2 separate regions of the Sorghum bicolor genome follow, and region 1 is linked to region 2. Evidence: chromatin contacts called from public HiCAR-type data. All regions are on one chromosome and are shown on one strand. The core of a region is the stretch at or near the end of the contact, and the rest is flanking DNA. Distances in the headings are between cores, read along the strand shown. Region 1 holds the start of LOC8077628 (WRKY transcription factor WRKY71). Region 2 holds the start of LOC8079394 (zinc finger protein CONSTANS-LIKE 3).

Region 1 (5,905 bases), core at 875-3,374, 270 kb after region 2:
CGGTCCTTTGCGTGAGCTTTACCCGTTGTCTCTGTCAATGCCAAGTCTGTCTCGCTAACCTCTTCACCGTCCGGCCAGGTCCATTGAACACGCAGCGAGAAACAAAGAGCGTTTTCACCACTAGTAGCTCCTGGCATGCAGCGTTCTAGAAGTACTACTACTAGAAGCCTAGCTAGAAGGGAATTAATTAGCGAGAAGCCTGCGCCGTCAGTCAAGAACAGCTTCTGGTTGTGACCTAAACCTCGGCAAAGGGTGGTCATAAAAAATGGTGCAGCATTTGACCCCTGCGGTGAGCACTATATGTGAGTCTGCAAGTAGAGGAGTACTAGTCCTAGTACTTATTCTGTTGAGAGAAAGGATGTTTGGTCAGAATTAGGCAAAGGCACGGCGATAGTATTACTACTTGTTGACAGTTGGCCGGTTTTGATTCCATTAGTTTGGACTCTGGTTGTGGCACCCCAAGTTTGGAGCTCGCCAAGCGAGAAAAACCCCAGCAGCCATCAAGTATAATCAAATCTTTGCCTCACCTAAACTAGAGCTACTAGTACCACTACAGACTATACTTTGTTTTTTTAAAAATAAATAAATAAATAAATAAATAAAAACTGTTCGGAAAAGAAACGGAAAGCTTAGACCTTGTTTAGTTTCGAAAAAATTTCGGATTTCATTTTTATTTAACAAATATTGTCCAATTATAAACTAACTAGAATTAAAAGATTCGTCTCGTGATTTACAGACAAACTGTGTAATTAGTTTTTATTTTCGTCTATATTTAATGTTTCATGTATGTGGCGCAAGATTTGATGTGACGGAGAATCTTAAAAACTTTTTATATTTCATGGTGAACTAAACAAGGCCTTACTAGGCTCCGACCAAAAGGCCGGTCCTTAGCAGCCAAGTTCCCGGAACATAGGGTACGTGGTACGGGAACGTGGTACGTGGTACGATATTTTCATAATCTATGGAACGTAGGGGGTATATAGCTTCGTCTCGTTCCTTTAAGTTGCGGAACGCGTTCCACTTTCTAAAGGAACGTGTTTGGGACGTAGTGATTGGCTCAGGTAGTTTTACGTGTTGTTTTGAACCAAATGAGTTCGATTCCTAGCGTGATATAGTTTACTATTGTATTTTTGTTTCATTTAGGGCTGTCCAACTCCAACCTTAAGGCTCATTGCAGGTCTAGGCCAATGAGTCAATCACCATCTAGATTTTTCGCCGACCGCTCACGGACGGGCACGGCACAGTATGCACACACACCACGAAGTTCTATAGTCGCTTGGGACTGACGTTCCTATGATTGCTCCTATATATGATTCGTGTTCCACCTCATTTGGGAACGATGTTCCATGATGTTCCCGTTCCACGTTTCGGGACGAAGTTCCCGGAACGGGGAACGTGCCCATGTTCCCGTACCCCGGCTGCTAAGGGCCGGTCAACAAGTCGTCCCTCGTCCCAGGAAAACCCAAACCTTCCAAGGGGCAATTCCGACAAATTGCCCACCCTTTTCGTCAATTCCTCCCCCCAAATCTTTTGTAAGCATGTGTGGTGTATTTTCTTGACTTGGGGCAGCCACCACCACCCAACCCGGCGACCATCGTCATCACCCCTCGCCTCGGTTCATCCGCAGGCCGACATGCTTTCAGAGGCCAAACCGAGCTTCGCTCACCCAAAGTCATCACCGGCTTCCCTCCCACCCACTCGCGACAAATATGGCCCTACTCTAAAGAGGCCTCGTCGTCGGCGTCGCCATCACAGTCAGTCACGTCTCCTCCTGGTCCAGCGGCAACCTCCACTGCCCTTCCCGACCCTGCCCGGCGGGAGGCCCCAGTCCCCAATTCTTCTACTCCAGTGTATTCCCCCACCACATTCGCGTGCGCGAATTCCACGGGGCCCCTTGTTTGTTTATGGAGGCGGTCTCCCAGCTCAGCTCTCAGCCCAAGCTGCTGATTCGCCGCGCGACCAGAGAAAAGGAGAAGACAAGCGCGTGGGCGCGTGATGGCGACGTCGTGCGCTGGGAAGCCTCTGAGACCGCCCGGACGGACGGACGAGACGACGGACCATCCGGTATTCTTTTCCCTGGTCCTCGATCGAGTCCCCGCCCCGCTCTTATATATCCGGCCTCGCCACCGAGCCTTCGCCACTCGAACGCTCCCCTCAAGCATCCCTCCTCCTCTTCTCTCTCTCCCAGTCTTCAGTTCTCTTCTCCGGCCACCGCGCTCTACAGGACCCCGGCGTAGCTTGCTCGGACACCGAGGGGAAAGGAGATTAGTTAGCCAGCAGATGGATCCATGGATCAGCAGCCAACCTTCTCTGAGCCTTGACCTGCACGTCGGCCTGCCGCCGCTCAGCCTCCACCAGGCGCCGGTGGCCGCCGTCGCCTTGGCCCGGCCCAAGGTCCTCGTCGAGGAGAACTTCCTGCCTCCAAAGAAAGAACCAGAGGTATACATATATACATATACTCCTGGACGGCTTTGATGGATTCATTCTTGCTTGACGGAGCCGAGAGTCTAACGGATTGTTTCCTTGATTTTGACGATGATCCACCCAGGTCGCGGCTCTGGAGACGGAGCTACACCGGATGAGCGAGGAGAACCGGCGGCTGACGGAGGCGCTGGCGGCGGTGGCGTCCAAGTACGAGGCGCTGCGGAGCCAGTACACGGAGATGGTGGCCGCCGCCGCCGCGGGCACGAACAACAACCCGTCGTCGACGTCGGAGGGTGGGTCCGTGTCGCCGTCGCGGAAGCGCAAGAGCGAGAGCATGGACACCGCGCCGGCGCCGCCTGCCGCCGCGCAGCAGCAGCAGCAGCACGGCACGCACCTGCACCAGCAGCAGCACCCGGGCCTCGCCGCACCGGACCAGAACGAGTGCACCTCCGGCGAGCCGTGCAAGCGCATCCGGGAGGAGTGCAAGCCCAAGGTGTCGAAGCTGTACGTGCACGCCGACCCCGCCGACCTCAGCCTGGTGGTCAAGGACGGCTACCAGTGGCGCAAGTACGGGCAGAAGGTGACCAAGGACAACCCGTGCCCGAGGGCATACTTCCGCTGCTCCTTCGCCCCGGCATGCCCCGTCAAGAAGAAGGTGCAGCGGAGCGCCGACGACACCTCCATCCTCGTCGCCACGTACGAGGGCGAGCACAACCACGGCCAGCCCCCACCGGCGGCGCCGTCGCAGGCTGCCCACGACGGCTCGGCGGCCCCGGGCGCCACCAAGAACGCCGCTGCCGTCGCGAAGCCGCCGTCGCCGCCGAGGCCGGCCGCACCGGCGCCCGCACCGGCGCCGCACCGCCCGCAGCTGCAGCTGCTGCAGCAAGAGGGTGTCGCGATGAACGTTGAGCAGCCCGTGGCCGCGGCGGCGTCGGAGATGATCCGGCGCAACCTCGCGGAGCAGATGGCGATGACGCTGACAAGGGACCCCAGCTTCAAGGCGGCGCTCGTCACCGCGCTGTCCGGCCGGATCCTCGAGCTGTCGCCTACCAAGGATTGACAGACGCATCGGATCGGATCGGTTCGATTGGCATCACATACACGAGATTCTTGCTCAGATTGTCGTGCACCCACGCAGCAATCGTCAACAACTGCGCTGGCTGCTTTCTCTGTTCATCGCTGTTAGAGCAAAACAGCGATAACAGAACAAGACATCAGGATCTGTAGTGCTGCACGAGGAAGAGGAACAACCGGAGTCCATGGAAGGGAGCAGAGATCATTACGCCGGGTGGTCGACGATGTAACATGCGAAATAGTAGCACAGGACATGTTAGCATGAAATTGTACAATCCCTAGTACTTTGTAGTTGTAGGCGAACTGTTCATCCAATTGATCAAATGAAATCATTACAATTTTTTCTGAGTTTGAATTGAATTGAAACGAGGTCGCTCGTACGCCAAAGTAGTAGTAGTATGTTTCACGAGACTACGAATTAAAGAATTTGAATTTGAAAACTTCATGAAGTAGTAAGCGCGACTGAGCAGTGGGCCACCCAGCATTAGCCCGCCCTTTGCACGCGCGCGATCTTCATCAATTCATCTCAGCTGGGTCTTATCCACAAAAGGATGGGCGTACGAGTACGTACGTACGCAGGAGTAGACAGTAGAGTAGTAGGCCTTGTTTAGATGAAAAAGTTTTGGGACTTTGACAATGTAGCATTTTCGTTTTTATTCGATAAATATTGTCTAATTATGGAGTAACTAGGCTTAAAAGATTCGTCTCGTGATTTGCAGATAAACTGTGCAATTTGTTATTTTTTTTATCTATATTTAATACTTCATATGATGTGACGGAGAATCTTGTAAAGTTTTAGATTTTTTTTTTTGAGGTATCTAAACAAGCCGTAGTTTGCCGAGAATTGGGTTTGAAAAGTAGGCGACCGGGCGGGATGGGTGCGGGGCCCAGACGCCAGACCAGACCGCAAGGAAAGTCCCTCGTCCCAGCGGGTTGCCGGGGTTGGCCGTACCCCACGTGCGACGGTGCATCGCATCGCATCGCCGCGGGACGGGAAGGAAGCTGGGTGGAAACGCAAGCCCGCCGCGGCGGCGGGGCTGGCGCCTGGCGGTGGCCCGGTCTCCTGGGCAGAGCTGTGGTGCTAGTCAAACACGTGCGGTCGGTCCGGCGGGTCCGGCGCTCCACGACTCCGCTTCCCCCGTTCCGTTCCGCCCACGGTGCCGTCCGAGCACTGCCACCCACACCGTGCTGGTGCCCGTAGGCGCGTACGAGTAGTAGCTAGCATCGACACCCAATTACAGTAACAGTACTTAGGCCGTGTTCAGTTCTGGAACCGAAAAATTTCACGGCACTATTAAATACTTTTATTTATTTATAGTAATTATTATCTAATCATTTAAAAGATTTATCTCATAAATTCTAACCAAACTGTATAATTAGTATTTATTTTCGACTATATTTAGTATTTTATGTATGGGTCTAAAGATTTTGATGTGACGTGAAATCTTAAAAATTTTTGAATTTTAAAGTAGAAGTAAATAAGGCCCAACCGTCGCTCGCTCGTTCAGGTAGCCGTCGTCGGTTCACAGGCACTTACACCTTTCACTTAGGCCTTGTCTAGTTCCTACCAAAATCCAAAAAGTTTTTAAGATTCCTCATCACATCAAATCTTGCGGCACATGCATGAAGCACTAAATATAGACGAAAACAAAAACTAATTACACAGTTTGCCTGTAAATCACGAGACGAATCTTTTGACCCTAGTTAGTTTATGATTGGACAATATTTATCATAAACAAACGAAAGTGCTACAATAGCGAAATCCAAAATTTCTTCGCATCTAAACAAGTCCTTAATAAGGCTTTGTTTAATTTCCAAAAATTTTACAAAAGTTTTTACATGCATAAAGTATTAAATATAAATAAAAGAAATAAGTAATTATATAGTTTATCTGTAATTTGCGGACGAATTTTTTAAATTTAGTTAATTTATAATTGAACAATATTTGTTAAATATAAATAAAAATGCTATAATATTCATTTACAAATTTCTTTTAACTAAACAATTGTTTAGATACACCCAAAAACCCAAAACTTTACAAAATATAGATAAAAAAGATAAATAATTGTACAGTTTCCTTGTAAATTATAAGACGAATATTTTAAATCTAGTTACTTCATGATTGGATAATGTTTATCAAATAAAAACGAAAGTGCTACAGTGTCAAAATCTAAAAAAAAATTGGATCTAAAGACCTAAGTTAACCACCGAATCAACTTGAGTCATGGCGTCTAGAAACAAATACCATCACGGGCGGGGAACAAAAAGGAGGATAACGGGTGGAATGAACTGGACTGCCAACCGTAGAAATCCAGCAGAGGGCCGTCGTCTGTCACTCTTCACTCACTCTCTCTCGCGATCCAGCCTGTCTGTCCGTCCGTCCAGAGATAGACAGAGAGGTCTTTCA
Region 2 (6,183 bases), core at 1,853-4,352:
GATGGATACGGGGGGCCTTTTTGCATTCGGCGATCGATCGACGAGTGGCTTCGCATCCACGGCGGCAGATGCACGCACAGCCCCCGACCCGCACCCGACCCACCGAATCTCCCCTCCTCACGGGCACGGCACACGGCTTGCTTGGATTGGACAGGATGATATGATCATCACAGGAGCTGACACAAGGTGGCGGCGGCTGAGGTGGGCCCACCCGCCGCCTAGGGGAGACAGGGAGTTGGGGTTGGCGGTACGGGCCAATCGTAGCGCGCGCGTCAACCTGCCCGCTCCGGGCCCACCCTCCCCGGCCAGCCCATGCTCGAGCTCGATACGCGCACCGGCACCGCCCTGCTGATGGATGGGCGTCCTCCAATCCGTGACATCCTGAGACCACGCCACTGAGACCTTGTTTACATCTAAAATCTTTTCAGATTTTGATACTGTAGTAAATTCGTTTTTATTTGAAAACATTGTCTAATCATAGAGTAACTATGCTTAAAAGATTTGTATCATGATTTATAGATAAACTGTACAATTAGTTATCTTTTTTATTTATATTTAATGTTATATGCAAGTGTCGCAAGATTCGATGTGACGAAGAATCTTGTAAAGTTTTGGGTTTTTCTAAACAAGACCTGAGTAATGAACGCTCATAACTTCGAAAAGATGTATAGGGAGCTCAAGTTGAAGTGTTGAAAGAGACATGCACGATCTGCTACCCTCCCGACTTTTCTTCACAAATCTAAAGCCATGTTTTCAAAGTAGTAGTATAAACCTAAAACGATCCGGGTTCCATATTATAAAAATGGCTTAGCTCCAGAAGCATCGGAGACGGAGATAAATCTATCTCGCCAGCTAATGGCACGATCTCCAGCGGAGATGCTCGCAGAAGCGGTAACCAAAAGCCAGCAAGCAGCAGCGGAGGGACACCGGAGCAGCATGCTGGATTCGGCAAAGCGCGCGCGCGGCACGGGCACATGCGTGCTGAGCCTGCCGCCCGCCGCACCGGATCGCGGCCGCGCTGTCCCTGTCCGTCCACGGGATATGACGGCATCCAGTTCGTCATCACCCGCCGCGCCCAAATGACCCGTCTGCCCCTCCCGTGCACGTCTCCCTCTCCCCCTGCCCCTGCCCGCCGCCCTCGCGCGGTGGTTGCCTTCGGCGGCAGGTCACGCGACGCGATCGTCCAGGCCAGGCCAGCGCGCCGGGCGGCGAGACGCGACGGGCCGGCGTCCGCGTCGTCGATCGATTTGCATGCGTGCTCGCACTCGACCGCGCGTCAAAACGCGGGCAGACCCGCGCCGGCCGTGGGCCGCGGAAAACGCCGCCGCCGATCGAGTGGAGTACACGCGCGGGACCCGGCCTGTGTCGAGCGCACGGCCAGCGTGAGCGCGCCAAAGTTGCGGTGGATTTGCCGGGCGGCCGGGGCCCTCGGCCTGGCGCATCAAATCCGTTGGTGTTTCCGAGGGAGATTTTCCTCTGGAAAGACGAGTTTTGGACGGTTTGTCTTTCCTGCATCACACTGATGACTGTTTTCTGTTCACGTACGGTAGGATACACTAAAAAACCCAAATTTTCTAAACAAGGCCTTGATCCACGAAGATCTTGTTTAGTTTGCAAAAAATTTTAAGATTCTCTGTCACATTGAATCTTTAGTCTATAGAGTATTAAATATAAACGAAAATAAAAATTAATTGCATAGTTTGCCTGTAATTTACGAGATGAGTCTTTTGAACCTAGTTAGTCCGTAATTGTATCCAATACAAACGAAAACGCTGACCTAAAATGTCCAAGCCGGGGCTACTCTACAGTCTACACCTACACGCGATCGCGGGCGATTCTTGACGTGTATTTGTGCAAACCGAAACAGTTAATAAGACTGTTCTAGAAAATTCGTGAGGGTGGATAATTCTCACTTGACGATATGAGAAACTTCTAGTGCAAAAAATAGTATGGTAGGTCAAGAGCGAGCGCTATCGCCTGTCGTCGTCGTCGTCGGCAGCAGTATATACGGCATTGAAATCTACGGGGTAGATATACGTCAGAGCAATTAAACACATGGACTCCCCGAGTAGCCCGGCTCGATCTTGCACCGAGGCCATTTGCGACATTTCGCTTGCGCGCGGCACGTCGTCGCAGCCTCGCCCTCGCGGATCCCAGCTAGTGCCGACTGGTCTCCGGAGTGGGAAGGCAAAGCCAGCTAGACTGACGTGGACTGGCAGCGATGGTGTCACATGTCAATGATGAAGATATGTGGTCGTTAATTACTCACAAGCACATCCATTAATGCTACTTTTCAACTACTCATACGAGTATAATTACAGTACTCAGTACTCTTGACTGTCAACGCGGGCGGTGGCTGGCGGCCAAAACGACGACGTCAAACCGCGCACCATAAAGCTAACCCTTGTCTCTTAGCACCTTGTTGAGGTTAACCGCGCGGTGAGGTTGACGCTAACGCGTCGTCTGAGTTGCCGCTTTGCTACGTCATCTAGTAATATCTTCTCCGTGCTTGATCTAGCTTATCGACTACATACTCACGCAAATTACCTTGGTCATCAGTTTAGTTAATTAGCCTGTGACTTGTGTCATAAGCTTAAGCTAGGCTTTGTCGTGCCGGAAAAAGGCAGGCTAGCTAAACCGTTTTGTCTAAGCGTGAAGTTTAAATATTCTAGTATATACAAAGTGTGATCCCGCTGATGATCTAGCATGTACACGCGGCGATAAGCTGCAGGGATGCTATGATTAAATAGCGTGATCCGTACAGAGATTATTCGAAACCCTTGCTGTCTAAAGTCTAGTCTAATGACCTAATCACTGGCGGCCAAGACCAGTGATCGCCATGCTAACCCAGCAGCAGCTCCTCTAAGACGATTGCTCGAGCGGGGCCCACGCCTCCCATGACCCGGTATCAGCACGTGGGCCTCCACCACCCAAAAATCCACGAGATCACCATTTCGCGTACTATTTTCGCTTGGCCCGCGGCGGCCCACGTGTCCCCAAGCCCACGTCACCGTCGCCGCCCTGCCCCACCTACCCGTACCCATCGCCCCAACAAGCGCGCCCACCCGCGACAGAGACGAACGCGGGCGCGGCTGCTGCCTGCTTCAACCTTCATCACCCTATAAAGCAAGGAATAGTCGCAGCTTGCTCCAGCTTCGCAAGCTTCCCTTCCCTGCTAATTGATCCTGCCATTAGTAGCAAGTGCCATCGTCGCGGCTGCCGGTTGAGAGAGAGAGAGAGAGCGATCGATCGAGGAGAGATCACGTACGTGTACGCGCGTTCGATGGAGGCCCTGGTGGCGGGGAGGTACTGGGGTGTCGGGGGACGGCGGTGCGAGGCGTGCGGGGGCTCGCCGGCGGCGGTGCACTGCCGGACGTGCCCGGGCGGCGGGGCGTACCTGTGCGCGGGGTGCGACGCGGGCCACGCGCGGGCCGGGCACGAGAGGGTGTGGGTGTGCGAGGTGTGCGAGCGCGCGCCGGCCGCCGTCACGTGCCGCGCCGACGCGGCCGCGCTCTGCGCCGCGTGCGACGCCGACATCCACGACGCGAACCCGCTGGCGCGCCGCCACGAGCGCGTGCCCGTGCAGCCCATCGGCGCGGCCGCGGCCGCGCCCGCCGCGGAGACGCTGCTGTTCGGCGCCGCCGCGGAAGAGAATCAGGACGACGACGACGGCGCCGCCGCGGCGGCTAAGGTCGTCGGCGTCGACGCCGGTAAGCTGGCGGACTTCCTGTTCGCGGACGTCATGGACCCGTTCTTCGGCCAAGACTTCACTGGTGGCACCAGGTTCCCGCACGCCGACAGCGTTGTGCCTAACAAGGGATCCTGCGGCGGCGGCGGCGCTGTGGACCTTGACTTTGGTGGTGGCGTCGCCGCCGCAGCCGTCGCTGCCAAGCCGTCCTACAGCTCCTACACCGCGGCGTCGCTCGGCCACAGCGTAAGTGTGCTTATTAGTAGCAGTACGCGTGATCGTTTGCTAGTTACGGTATCTAATCTTCGTTTGGACTTTGGTTTTGGTCGAGCAGGGCTCGTCGTCGGAGGTCGGCCTGGTCCCAGACGCGATGTGCGGCCGCGGCGGGAGCGTGACCGGCGGCGTCATCGAGCTCGACTTCGCGCAGTCCAAGGCCGCCTACCTGCCTTACGCTGCAACTCCGACCCACAGTGTAAGACCATGTGCTCTGCGCTCCCAGCTATAATACTTTCCTAGGCAAGACGAAGAGATCGAGCACGTGCAAAATTGCTATAGCTAGGAGGATCGTTTGATGGATCATGCACCGATCTGACCTTGGTTTTGGTATGTCCAGATGTCATCTTTGGACGTGGGTGCGGTGCCGGAACGCGGTGACGGGGTCATGGCGGGCAGGGTCGCGACGCCGCCGGCGGCGGCGGCCGCGGAGAGCAGGGAGGCGCGGCTGATGCGGTACCGCGAGAAGCGGAAGAACCGGCGGTTCGAGAAGACGATCCGCTACGCGTCCCGGAAGGCCTACGCGGAGTCGCGGCCGCGCATCAAGGGCCGCTTCGCGAAGCGCGCGGACGACAACGACGCCGACGCCGACGCCGACTTCGACTTCGACGCGGGTGCCGCGGCGGCGACGGCGCCGGCGCGGTCGCGGTCGCAGCAGCAGCAGCCATCGTACCCCTATGTGCTCGACTTCGCCGCCGGCTACGGCGTCGTGCCCACATTCTGACGACGCGTACCGTGTAATTATTGCTGCTGCGTCGCGTGCCCATGTTTTTGAGCCGGCCGATGCTTGGATTAGGCCGGCGTGACGCGCGCACACGAATCCGGCGTGCGTGCCATGCTGCATGCGCGCGTGCGTGTTTGCTAGAGCGGCAGGCGAGCTCTAGTTGGTGGTTGCGGCATGCCGTTTTGAGCTAGCCATGGGTAAAATTAGCAGGCTAGTGTGTACTGCTACTACGTGTTTGCTGGAGCGACCAGTTCTAGTAGTACGCGTTGTACTACTTGTGTAATTTTAGATCAGGAAGATGCTTAGCATCTGACGGTCTATTTCAATGATGATCGATGTAGTATTATGCTATATTTGGCAAGGCCACGATCTATTGCAAAGTTGCGTGCATGTGCTATACTCCTACTTTGGAGTATCGAAGCTCCTACGGCAGATTGAGGCCCTAGCAGCTGGCACGCAGTTCAACCTATGACCCTAGCTTTCCTTCAATCGAAATGGTTGCGCACGTATCGGTTTATGTATTACTCTTATATATATACCATAATAAGACAGGCCGTGAGCGTCCATCCTACATATGAAATTTGTAGGATGACTATTAATTAATTATAGTGAGCAAAAAGATTATTTATCTGATGCAAATTGACGATTCATGAGAAGGAGGCCCTGTTTGGTTCCCACCAAAAAAACCTTTTATCCTATCGTATCGAATATTTAAATACATACATAGAGCATTAAATATAGAATAAAATAATTAATTATATAGTTTGTATGTATTTTACGAGAAAAATCTTTTAAATTTAATTAGTTCATGATTGAACACTAATTGCTATAGTTACAAATGTGCTATAGCATCCAAAAACTTTTATTTTTGCGAACTAAATAAGAAGGATGTGTATGTATGCTTGTTTCCTCCCTTTGTACGAAGGGTCTCCATATATTGAATTATTGATGATAGGTACATGCATACTTTAGAGAATTTCGATCATATACGTGACTACTCTCTCAATCCTAAACTATAAGATGTTTTAAGAATCTTGCAAAGTTAAAACATCTCAAGTTGAACATAATTATATGATAAAATAATATATTTATTATACCACTAAGTATTATTAGATTTTTCATTAATTATATTTTTATAGTATATCTATTTGATGTCAAAATTTTTTGTAATTTTCTCTATAATTTTGGTCAAACTTGAGATGTTTTGATTTTCCAATACTCTTGGAATGTGTTGTAGTTTGGAATAGCGGGAGTACTCTCTTTAACGCTCCACGGGGCCTTATTCGGCATTTCCCTCTCTTTTTCCTTTTTTTTTGTTTTCCCCTTTTCATGGATTTTTCCCTCAAAAAAATGACACAAAATAGCGCACCCATCGTGCTAGTCTGTATAAACTATCAACCAAAGGATAGTTCTTAGTACATAGACTTTCTTCCATCTTCCAAGATCAAAGAACAATAAAAAAGGCATCCTTGGACACCTTCCCTCCAGGATTGATGCA

The links. HiCAR-type assays count read pairs that join an accessible place to other places.
Region 1: a HiCAR-type map of leaf shows a contact between it and region 2, with 2.7 times the contacts expected there. The contact joins the promoter of LOC8077628 here to the promoter of LOC8079394 in region 2. A contact is called at or near these places in 1 of 4 Hi-C or Micro-C datasets (leaf mesophyll) and 1 of 1 datasets of contacts at active chromatin or transcription factors (leaf).

The regions. Positions count from the first base shown.
Region 1 is chr4:5,349,935-5,355,839 of Sorghum_bicolor_NCBIv3, forward strand. It overlaps LOC8077628 (WRKY transcription factor WRKY71), which reads left to right and starts at 2,125. Exons shown (of 2, transcript XM_002451621.2): 1 at 2,125-2,439; 2 at 2,549-3,846. The coding sequence starts at 2,281. The coding sequence ends at 3,484.
Region 2 is chr4:5,080,426-5,086,608 of Sorghum_bicolor_NCBIv3, forward strand. LOC8079394 (zinc finger protein CONSTANS-LIKE 3) reads left to right here and starts at 3,103. Exons shown (of 3, transcript XM_021458162.1): 1 at 3,103-3,934; 2 at 4,023-4,160; 3 at 4,302-5,051. The coding sequence starts at 3,284. The coding sequence ends at 4,685.